Regions from separate parts of the Gossypium hirsutum genome. Here region 2 is linked to region 1. Evidence: chromatin contacts called from public Hi-C data. All regions are on one chromosome and are shown on one strand. The core of a region is the stretch at or near the end of the contact, and the rest is flanking DNA. Distances in the headings are between cores, read along the strand shown.

The links. Hi-C and Micro-C count contacts between places; a contact is called where the count stands out from the background.
Region 2: a contact with region 1 is called in a Hi-C map of leaf, with 3 times the contacts expected there. The contact joins the promoter of LOC107895668 here to the promoter of LOC107897163 in region 1. A contact is called at or near these places in 6 of 34 Hi-C or Micro-C datasets (callus, leaf and petal).

Annotation. Positions count from the first base shown.
Region 1 is chrA08:96,094,452-96,100,564 of Gossypium_hirsutum_v2.1, forward strand. It overlaps LOC107897163 (peptidyl-prolyl cis-trans isomerase A1), which reads right to left and starts at 1,648. Exons shown (of 7, transcript XM_016822518.2): 1 at 1,290-1,648; 2 at 1,026-1,211; 3 at 712-853; 4 at 531-619; 5 at 382-436; 6 at 163-248. The coding sequence starts at 1,343.
Region 2 is chrA08:96,325,777-96,331,337 of Gossypium_hirsutum_v2.1, forward strand. LOC107895668 (translocase of chloroplast 33, chloroplastic) reads left to right here and starts at 3,193. Exons shown (of 8, transcript XM_041074590.1): 1 at 3,193-3,584; 2 at 3,776-3,883; 3 at 3,986-4,093; 4 at 4,198-4,322; 5 at 4,494-4,758. The coding sequence starts at 3,785.

The sequences.
Region 1 (6,113 bases), core at 398-2,897:
TCAAAACCTAGAATTCTAGTAAACGTTTATACTTTTTTTATTCTCAAAGACCATAATAAAAACACAACTACAGCTATATCTAACGGTGATATTAGCAAATCATGATATCAAATTATAATGAGATACATAATCTACAAAAGAGAATAAGGCTGCATAGCTCACCTTTACTGTGCAAATAAAGAATTGGCTCCCATTGGTATTAGGACCTGCATTGGCCATGCTTAATACTCCGGGTCCAACATGCTTCACTGCAGATAATAGCCTCAAAATATTAGGAATCAAGCTAGCAATTCATTACAGATACCACTTAACCCATCAACCCCAAATATAAACTCTCAAATATCGAAACTTGAAGGGTTTTGTTACTAGAGAACAACTCACAAGCAAAGCTCTCATCTTCAAACTTGGATCCATAAATACTCATTCCACCAGTTCCCTACAGCCAGCAAATGCACCAGTTTTCTACTTAGTAATGGAAATTTCTTTCTTTAGAAAGCCAAAGGAAAAGGGGAAAGAAAGAGAGGGATTACATTTCCATTAGTAAAATCACCACCCTGGATCATGAAATCTTTAATAATACGGTGAAAGGAGCATCCTTTGAAACCATATCCATTCTCTCCTGCAAGAAATAAAAATGTCGGACCTAATTAAGAAAAATATTAAGGAAAAAACAAAAATAAAAGTGAATGTAAAAGACTCAGCCTAGCTTGCCTGTGCAGAGGGCACGAAAATTCTCAACAGTTCTAGGAACAACATCCCCAAAAAGGCCCATAACAATTCTGCCAACAGCCTTACCACCGATTTCAACGTCAAAGAAGCACTTAGTCGTCACTTTCGCTTGCAACTCTACATCCTAAACAAAACCCCAAATATGTGAAACATTCAGAATCTATGTTACCGGTCCGGTAAGAGGAATGAAAACAAGATCGAAAGTAGTTATTTGCTTGGAATGTAATACGATAAGGCAGCCAAATAGACCTCAAACTACTTATCTACTCTATGGAAGCTAATAATAAAGGACTTACATTTCCCATGGAATTGCAGACCATTCTTCGGTACTTAACGGAAGGGGATTTAGAAAGTTGGGTCACAGGCAAACCTGATGCATAGTTTAGTTTCGATGCTAAGACGATAGCAGATGAGTTAGGTTGGGAGTAAGCCGACCATGAACCGATCATATGTGGGCTATGAGCATTTGAAACAGCTTGACCCTGTAGAAGGAATGCCGAAAACAATGAAAAACAAGGAGAGAAGGATGTTGAAGTAAAAATCTTGTAAACATAACTGACCTGGAAACTGAAGCGAGGGCAATGAACCATCTGCAATGAGAAGGTGGAGGCCATCTTTTTTCAGTGGTTGAAGGGTGGGAAAGGTCCTCTGTTATGTGAAAGGAGAAGAGAGGGGGGGGGGTCTAGTGGTTTGCAAAAAGGAGGAAGAAAAGTAAAATTATTAGATAAGATTTGGGAGTCTCTGTGGGTGTGTCCTCGGTTGCACAAACTAGCTGGGAATGGGATTAAAAAACAAAAAACAGAGAGATGCAGGGACTGGTTGTTTGGTGGGTTGGTTTAGATTTGCACATTGTTTTCACCGGATCATCTTCAAAATATCCGCCGCACGCGACCCACGCCCAACATTATATATATTTCTTTGTTTGGGCTAGCCCAGGAGATACATAATAAACAAGGTTAAATTCTAAGGATAGCCCATCATTTATCGTTTTGCGTAAATTTAATCCCTCCTCTATGCTTTGTTAGTTAACTTTTATTTTGAAGGGTGAACTCAACTGCTTGCCCTCCTTGCATTTACCCCCTAATGATGGTTTTTTTTTTTGTACATCTAATAAGATTAAACTATAAGCCTTTGGGAATTGAAAAACCCATGTTATGCTCCTCTAATATCTACTAAAGCTCACCAGGGAGACCATTGAAACGATGAAGACCCATATGCGAAGTTTGCCATCTTATCCACCGCTCAATTTCCTCCCAATTCCATTGTATCCTTCTGCTTCATCGCTTGGTATAGGTTCCGGTCATCTAACGATAAGCCCAATGGTGCATTGTTGTTTGGTGCTTTCTGAGATGCTATGGTTGTTTTAATTTGAGCTTTGGTTTGGCCCTCTTTTCTTTGCTACATGATTTTGGATGTTAGCTTGGAATCACTTTTCAATCATATTTGACGAGAATGATGGTGGCTTTGTTTCTTTGGACGTTTGGCCTTTAGTGTATGTAATGCTGGTTTTTATTTTTTATTTTTTTGTGGGAATTGGTTATTTTATTCTTATTATTTTTGGGTGTTTGATATATTTTGAATGGACAATGAGATTGAAAATATTTTTTTTGAAATTGGTTGTGATATTGAATATTATAGTGCAGATGTAATATATAATTAAAATTATATTATATTTATATTAAATTATAAAAAATAAAAATAAATGAAATAATATTTTGTATTATTTATTATATATGTGATTACTTATTTTAGTTAATCATATTCTTCAAAAAATTCATCATAATAACTATAATAATAGACTATATTTGTATTAATTTATTAAGTAATAAAATTATTAATTATATACAATTAAAAGTAATTGATTTTTAAATAAATATATAATAGAAATTGTAAAAAAGCACCGAAGAAGAAGGCCAAAGTTGCCATGAGAGAGAAGTGGAGCTTCAACCCCCAATGAAAAAGTAGACCTCGGTGTGGTTGAAAAGACTTTAAAACTGATCCTTTGGTTACCCAAGGCAACAAAATGGTGAGTTTGCGTGCTTCAAGACAATCCAAACGAAGAGTGTGTTCAAAATGTAGGCAGTTCATTGCCTTTTATGATATGAATACAACTTTATTTTGCCCACAAGATCCACTCCTGACATGCTATCACATGTTGAGCTCCCATCGACCATGCATATTGCACTCCATTTAACGCGCCCCATTGTGATCTCTCAATACTTCTTTCATCGTTGAAATCTCCATCTAAACTTTTCTTTTATCCACTACATAGGTGTCGATTTCCATTGCACCCAAATCAGTCCTTTTTCCCTATTAACCTAATTTGCCATCCAAGCCTAATGCATCTCACGCTAAATTTATTGACGTCTTTCTCATACTGTTTCATTCTTAATTAGTCAAAAAATTTTCGATTACACTACTAAACGATCCCAAAACCAAGATCATAATCATACTTATTTTTATCTCAACCTATAACTAAAATTTATGTCGAAAATGAAAAATTAAAAAGCTAGAAAAATAATTTTTCTTTCATAGATGGAAAAATTAAAAGAAAAAATAATATTATCTTCATGGACTATCTAGTAAGATTGAAAAATGAGAGGAAAGAGATAAAAATTTTAAAATTTCATACTTTTAAACTAACATGCATTTCTCTCTCATTTTCTCTCATCTCATCATCACAATTTCAGAGTATTAATTTTTATGCATTAAAATAAAAAAATAATTCTTATTTTCCTTCCTTTAATTCTTTCTTACTAAATACATTCAAAATTTATTTTCATTCTTTTTTTCTCTCTACTTTTTCACCAAATCAAAGAGGTCATTATAGTCCACCAACTATTACTATAAATTTATCTTCATCGAAAACCTTTAAAAAAAACAACATTTATCATTTTATAATCTTTTTAAAGATTTATCATCCATTATTCCCTTCAAAACTAAACAAAATATCCACGTAAGCTTTATGAGAAAGGATTGTATGAAACAGTGGCGCCACGTCATCTGTATCCCTTTCCAATAGTTTCATGCCACATCAGTATTCTTATCCTAAATTTTAGTATTTTAATTTGGATTTGATTTTTTTCAGGATAAAATCCTAAAATTCAGGATAAAAGTACTGATGTGACATAAAACTATTGAAAGTGATACAGATAATGTGGCATCACTGTTTTATATAATTATTTCCCAAGCTTTATTTATTAAAAGCATGTGGCATTATGCATTGCATTATAAAAGATAACACTACCGTTCTATGGGCACACTTGTCCCTGGTTTTCGTTCCACTTACACATTCTGGATAACTGAAAAAATAATCAGCTATTTTTAATTTTAACCGATTCCATGGTTGATTCAAGTTTAAATTTATCTAAAAAGTTGATATTTTAATTTATATTTTGTTACACATATTATCCCATTTTATTAATAACGTTAATATTTTAAAAATTAACATATAATTTATTCAAAAATACTTAGTTGATACTTAAACTTATTCAAAATTTATATATATTTTAAATTAATTTATATATTTGAAAGATGTTTAATTTATATTCGTCATTTATTATACTAAGAGACTACCACTTGCCATTATAAGATTAATTATCAGTGTCATTTCATCACAAATTAATAGTATTAGTGTGAAGGTACTAACTAAGATGACATAATACAAATTTTTAAGTATCAACTAAATGTATAAAAAAATTTAGATATTTTTTGACAAATTCAAAAAAATAAACTACATTGATTAATAATGATGCAATAAAAGCCATTAAACTAACGTAAAACCAAAAGTTATTAAAGACCATTAAAGCGAATATAAACAAATTATACTCTGATCAGCTTCCATAAAGATTAGTCGGTAGTTACTTGAATCCAAAGATGAGCCTTTTGTAGCTATAAGCCATGGCAACCTGAATATTATATTAGAGAAAGGAAAGCAAAAGGTGAATATAAGGCAGATAAAAAACTCGTGAAACTTGTTTGTGGAAACCATTTTTTTTTTAATTCACTTTTTATTTTAGAATGGTGTCGCCACTCATATTTTTTATTAAGTGTAATCCAGTTACTTTAAAATTTAATTATCTTTATAAAAGATTTGATTCTACTAAAACGATAACCTTTTTTAGCCTATAAAATTTAAGAAAATAGGTTCGAGAGTCGTTTACATCAGAGGCGAAGTCAGAAAATTTTTTTAGAGGGGCCGGATGAAATTTTAATTTTTTATAGTTTATATTTTTATAATTTGTAAAGGATTAAATCGAATTTTTATAATTTTAGGGGGCCAAAGTGTAATTTTACCTTTACTAATTTAAAATTTTTAAAAAATTTCAAGGGCCTAAAATGTAATTTTACATTTTAAGGGGGGTCAGGGCCCATGCCAGCCCTCCTGGCTTCGCCCCTAGTTTATATGTGAGGAAGAATTAGCACTCCCATAACACCCAAAATTGGTACCTAGTTGGTTACTTGATGTTTTGATGTTGAAGATTGAAAACTTGGAAAGAATTTAAAATACAATCCCTCTTTTCCTTTTTTTTTATTAAAATCGCTTAACTAAAAGGTCTTATTTCGAGTTAGTTGAGGAGAAAAAATCATGCCACGTAAGTTAGGGGACACGACGCTTTGAATCCTCGAAAACAAGAATAACCGCCATTTGATCTCTACTAAAATCTCGTTTTTATTTCAAATAGGATATTCGATTATTTCGGTTCTAAGAAGATGCCATACTCCGTAAGTTAGGAGCATGACTTCTCGAATCTCAAAAATAATGAACATTGACTTGGTTTTAAATATTTCCCATACGTTAGGTAAAAACAAATATAATATTTAACGCGATATGCCATTAATTTATTTAAGCAATAAAATAATAGTAACGATAGCAATAATTATGCATCATGAATAATATAATTATAATAATAATGATAATAACATTGATCAATAGCGGTAACAATAATAATCATAATACCATATTAAATAATAAAATAAATAAGGTAACTCAAAAAAAAGGAAGATGCGTGATTAAAAAAGATAAATAGAAATGACGTGAAAGTTGTAACACCCCTAACCCATATCTGTCGTCGAAACAGGGTTACGAAACATTACCAGGATTTACAAAAACATGTAACAGGCATTTCATATAATTTTGTATTCATATCAAAAACTAATCATAATGTCCCTTATATGAGCCATCAAGGCCTAAAATACACATTAGAAACAAGTCGGGATTAAACCGGAAACTCAGAGAATTTTTCACAAAACTTCAAAAATTTTCCTAGGAGCAGGAGACACATGCTCATGTGGTCAGGCCGTGTGGCTCACACGTCCAAGAGACATGCCCGTGTGGGCATTCGAAATAAGGCACACGGTTGTGTCCCAGCTTGTGCCCTTAC
Region 2 (5,561 bases), core at 1,943-4,442, 230 kb after region 1:
CTGCTGCTCATTCTTCTTCGATTGCATCTTTTTCCTTAGCCGCATCTTCATTTTCATCTTCAATCAAAGGGTTTGATGTACCCTCGTCAGACCCGATCGTAGAGAGTAAGTCATCAGTTCTTCTATACCTCATGTTACGATCTACATCTGTACCGAATTGCCAACTGGTGTAAGTTGATGGCCCCCGCTATAAGTGCTTCCACCCCAGGACATCGAACCATCGAAGTTGAAATCAAATGCACTAACTGAATGCCATGCCCGAGTGTCGAGGCTCGGGTTACGCTCATAACCCAATTGATAATGGTTACCTATGTTGAAATTGGTGTCTAAAACTGAAGAATGTCTACCTATTGATGCTTCGATGACATTATAATAGGAGCTTTGTAATAAACCAGTAAACCCACTGCACAACCATGTAGTAGAACTTTCTACTTCTGCTTTGGTTACTGCATTAGCCGCAACAATGGTCGAAGATGGACCAGTTCTATCAGCCTCAGCAAAGTCAAAATATAACTCCTGATATGGTCACCTCCAGCTGAAGGTCGCCTATCATATCAAATAACTCATACTTAAATGGTCAATTGATGTCAGATATCTACATTGCAATATCAAAATTCTTCCCCGACTCAAACCCCTAACATTACTCCTTATTCTAGTCAGTAGCTTATGTAATTGAATAGTACGGTTGAAAGCTAATTCCACAGACTGGGCTCCTACAAATACAACTCCGATGTCCGTATTACAAATTTGATCGTTGTAGTAAATGATGGATTGCACTCATCGACTCATTTCAATTTAAAAAGAATTAGATATTTAGAATAAAAAAACTTCAAATAGTTATCCAAAGAAACGCAGACGACACTTGTAGTACAACTCTTCAATGTTTGATATGAATTTGCTGTGTGACTAAGTTTTGAATACTTCAATAGTTTAATAGCAAAAAAGAATGGGGAGAAAGAGAAGGTGTGTTTCAAAATGTGTTTTAAAAGACTCCATTTCATCGAATAATAATTTTATCAACTAATTTTATTAAACACATACTTCAAAATGTATATTTTAAAGGGTCTTCAGTGGTTCAAAACGTGTTTCAAATATTATCTGGGATTTTAGGGTCAGGGCACTATTTCAGGGTCAAGGTACTTTTGGCAGACTTTTAGTGGAAATGGTAAGAAAGCTCGTCCAACCGGGTGAGGTTTCTTACCATTTCTACATCAAGTTGCCAAAAGTGTCATGACCTCGAGAATCTTGGGTAAGATTTAAAATACGTTTTTAGATATTCGATGAAAATGTCTCCCTCGCGACTCGTTTTCAACTACGGGTTTTTTTCCAATCTCACCCTTCTCCGCGCCTTTAAAGAGGGGGTTTTCCTTCCATACTCCATCCCTAAACCCATAATCTCTTCCAACCTCCATTCTTCCATTTTACAATATTTCTCTTTTTCGGTTTTCTTTCCTATTTCTGCATTAAAAAATTTCTTCACTAATAAAATTTCCAATTTGAAGTATTCTTGAGTTGTCGTGATGTGATATCGCTCTGAGAAACACACATTTCATATATCCTATCAAGATGAAACCATTACCTTGAAAACCTATCCTGTGAAAATCGAGTTCCAGGGTGATTTTTTTATACGGTTACGGGTGGAACCCTTCGTAGAAGTCTCGGTCGACGGCCATTATGAGATCATAAATTAGAGTATAACGAGAGAGTTAGATGACGGTCATTATGTAGACACGAGCTCAAACTTTTTAGATACTCGGAGATGTTGCCTTATAAATACTATATAGAAGTTTGAGGGTATAATTATAAGGAAAAACTGTGGGACTTTCCGCAATAATCGGTGTAATTTTTTCTCCATTCTATGCTGCAGGTATCTTTAACCTTTCTTCAAATCTGAAAGCCGACACTGCTATGGACGTAGGAGGACTCCCAAACGGACAGTGGTTGCTGCGGTGTAGTAAAGGTGATATTCCTTTCAGGATGGCAATGATTATCATTATTAAGTAATCAATTAATAACTACAATAGTTGCCGTACTAACCAGAGTTTGACCTCTACTGTGCCAAAACATCCGCTCTCTGCTTGAGAGCCCTTTTGTGCCCACATCGGTGTTAGCCTTCAAAGAATAATGAAAGGTTAAAGATACCGACTGCATGGAAATAGAGAAAAAAATTATGTCGATTACACTAGAAAACCTTTCGTTTTTCCCTATGATTATGGCCTGAATCTTATGTATGGTTTATATAAGGCATCATTTGCGGGTATCCAAAAACTTGAACTTGTGACTGCATAATGACTGTCAATTAGCCCCCAGTTATATTCAAACCTATGACCAAATCACGGCCGTCATTCGGACCTCTACTTAGACTTCGACTCGTGACTGCATCAATTACAGTCACTCCAAAACCTAACTTCTAAATAGTCCTATCCCGGCATGACATATGAAATGTATGTGTTCTGAGACGTGTTATCGCATCTTCGACCCTTCAAATCTACCTATAAACTTTCACGATTTTACTCTTAAAACTTGAAACACTAAACCCTAATTCCTAAAAAAACCCTAAACCTAATCCTAAAAATAAAAAAAAAGGTCAAAGAGAGAGAGAGTGTGTGAAAGCGCACCCAACTAGATGTGCTTCCACACACTTTCTCTAAAATTAATTTATTTTCCTAAATTTCAAAAAAAAGCCTAATATGTGAAGTAAAAAAAAACATATTAGGCTAATTTAACCGACTTACTTAGCTCTTCAATTTTATAAAAAAATCATTTTAGCCATCTATTTAATTTTTATTGTTTCTTTTAACTTTTAACTTGTATTGTTTATCAAATCATCTAAAATAGATAAAAAATTTAATATATGTTAATTTAATATATGTTGATGTCTATATGATAATTTACTTATATATTAGGTTGACAATTAATATTTTAAAAAATATATAATTTTTAAGAAAAATTTTTAAATTTTAAAAAGAAATTGACTAACGTCACATCTCTTCTATTTTAAGGTAATTGATAAGTAGGTCAAAGAGGCATAAGTTAATTTGTCGTGTTGTTTTATAAATAAAGAATAAAAAATTCGTAATTACTCAATGTCAAGTGATGCTAATATGATGGCCAAGATTAGGTGTGTCCAGTAAATTGACATGACAATAGAGTTGACATATTTTAATTCTTCACAAAATAGCTTATAGGGGCAAGATCCTCTGCTTCAACACTAAAACCTTTCTAAACCATTACTGAAATCTGGATTATTTGGGCTAAAAACTCAGTGGTTTTCTTTCTTTATTGGAGGATGTAATTCAAGTTTTTTATTGATCTTTCGTTCGGGCTAGAAAGCAAGCCCATCTATTTTGTATATTGAGCCCACTTTGTTCAAAATCTTTTAAAGAATTTCACCAAAAAAAAAAAAGCCAGTAGGCGAAATAAGCATTTCGCTTTTGCTTGCTTGCTTGCTTGCTTGCTGGGTGGGCGGAAAAAACAAACACTACGCTGATAAGATAACCTTCTCTTTGTACACCCAAACCTCCACCAACCGCCACCATAATAACCTCTACAATTTCTTCAGTTGCACTACTCAAGCTAGGCCGGTAAAACCCCGGATTTCTCCTCGAATTCTTTCTTTATTTTCTTCTCTGTCAAAAGAAAACTGACCCATCTTTTTTTTTAGCTGCATTTCGAGATGGGTCTAGCATTTTAGCATGTTATCCACTTTTAGGGTTTAGGGTTTATTTCTTCAGGTTTTTTTTATGTGTTTTTTTGTAAAATGAATTTTATGCAGTTTTCTGTGATGGGTACTCCTTTGCCTCGTGAATGGCTCGGCCTTCAACAATTCCCCGCTGCTACACAAACGAAATTGTTCGAGTTGTTGGGAAAATTGAAGCAAGAGGTTTTTATAAACCCGCTTTTTTTTATCCCTTTTTCATTTACGTGGACTTAAATAACATGTTCAGTAATGATTATTTGTTATTGTTGTGAAAAAAATTTATAGAACGTCAACACTTTGACTATCGTTGTTATGGGCAAAGGCGGTGTAGGGAAGTCTTCCACTATCAATTCTCTCATTGGAGAGCAAGTTGTTCGAGTCACTGCTTTCCAGGTAAGTATTGCTTTTATCTGTTCGTTTGGATTGCTGTGTGGATTCTTGTTTGCTGTTTTAGATTTCACAAGTTTCATCGTCATTGTGTTTTGGTTGTTTTGCAGTCCGAGGGGCTGAGACCCGTGATGGTTTCACGCTCATGGGCCGGGTTTACATTGAATGTAATTGATACGCCCGGACTCGTGGAGGCTGGATATGTCAATCACCAAGCTCTTGAGTTGATCAAAGGGTAAGTACTTGAATTGAGCAGTCAAAGTTTAGCATCTTATCTGTTAGTTGATGGATTTAGCTTATTGAGTAATTCTCGGTATATGCTAGGGATATTTTCTTGTTAGAACTTAGTTTTACCACATGGCATGGTTATTTTGGTTAAGAACATAATGTTTTAAATATAATGCAGGTTTCTTTTGAATAAGACCATAGATGTTCTACTTTATGTTGACCGCCTAGATGTATATAGAGTGGACAACTTGGATAAGCAGATCATTAGGGCTATCACCAACAGTTTTGGAAAAGAAATTTGGCGGAAAAGTTTGCTTGTACTCACTCATGCACAGCTTTGTCCACCAGATGGACTGCATTATGATGTGTTTTCCTCTAAAAGATCAGAGGGTGTGCTAAAGGCTATTCGTATGGGAGCTCGGATTAGGAAAATGGATCTTGAGGTATGTATTCTCTTTCAAGTTTATTTATGTGAGAGACATGTTGGCTTGCCTGAATAATGGCGTTGAACAGGTTAACATGGACAAGGACGCTTTTATTTGTTGTCATAAAAATTGCTTGATGTGCTGACTAAAATTTTTTTTGTCACTCATAATTTGCTGAAGTAGAGTTAAATGATTCCACGCAGTGGAGGGGAAATTGGTATTTTCTAGTTATGAGAGAGCAGAAGATCTATGGATTTGTTATCCGCTTCTAGGATCTTCCTTTAATCTAAGCATATGCTCGTTCGCAAACAACCACAATTTCTCATTGATGTAGAAGCTGTTAAGCTATTTTGGATTCTGCCTCTAACAGTTTGTTCTGCTTCTGATTCCTGACACTTCCTGTAGAAACAATTTATTTGCCACTAACAGCTAACCTTCTCCACTTCTCTCTCATGCATCTTTGTAATGCAAGAGAGCTAATTTTTAAGTGGGCTTTTCTTATAATTTGGATTTTGATGCTAACTGTAAACCATCAGTAAGCTACCCTCTGTCAAATATCCCAATAGCATAGGATTCTTTTGTTACTGTTCTAAATAATTTGAATGAATTTAAATTAGGGGGAGAAATATTTTGAGGTGCATGTGTACATATATTTATATGCTTCCAAATTCTATTTTAGACGCAGAAAAGGTGGACAGGTTGACAGGAAGAAAAACTTATCTGTCATGTTAACATTGCCTACTGTGCTGATTGTGCATCTTTTTGTTATTTTTGAGTTGTGAAAGTCGTATTATGTTATTGGTTCTACAAACAGTGGAAAT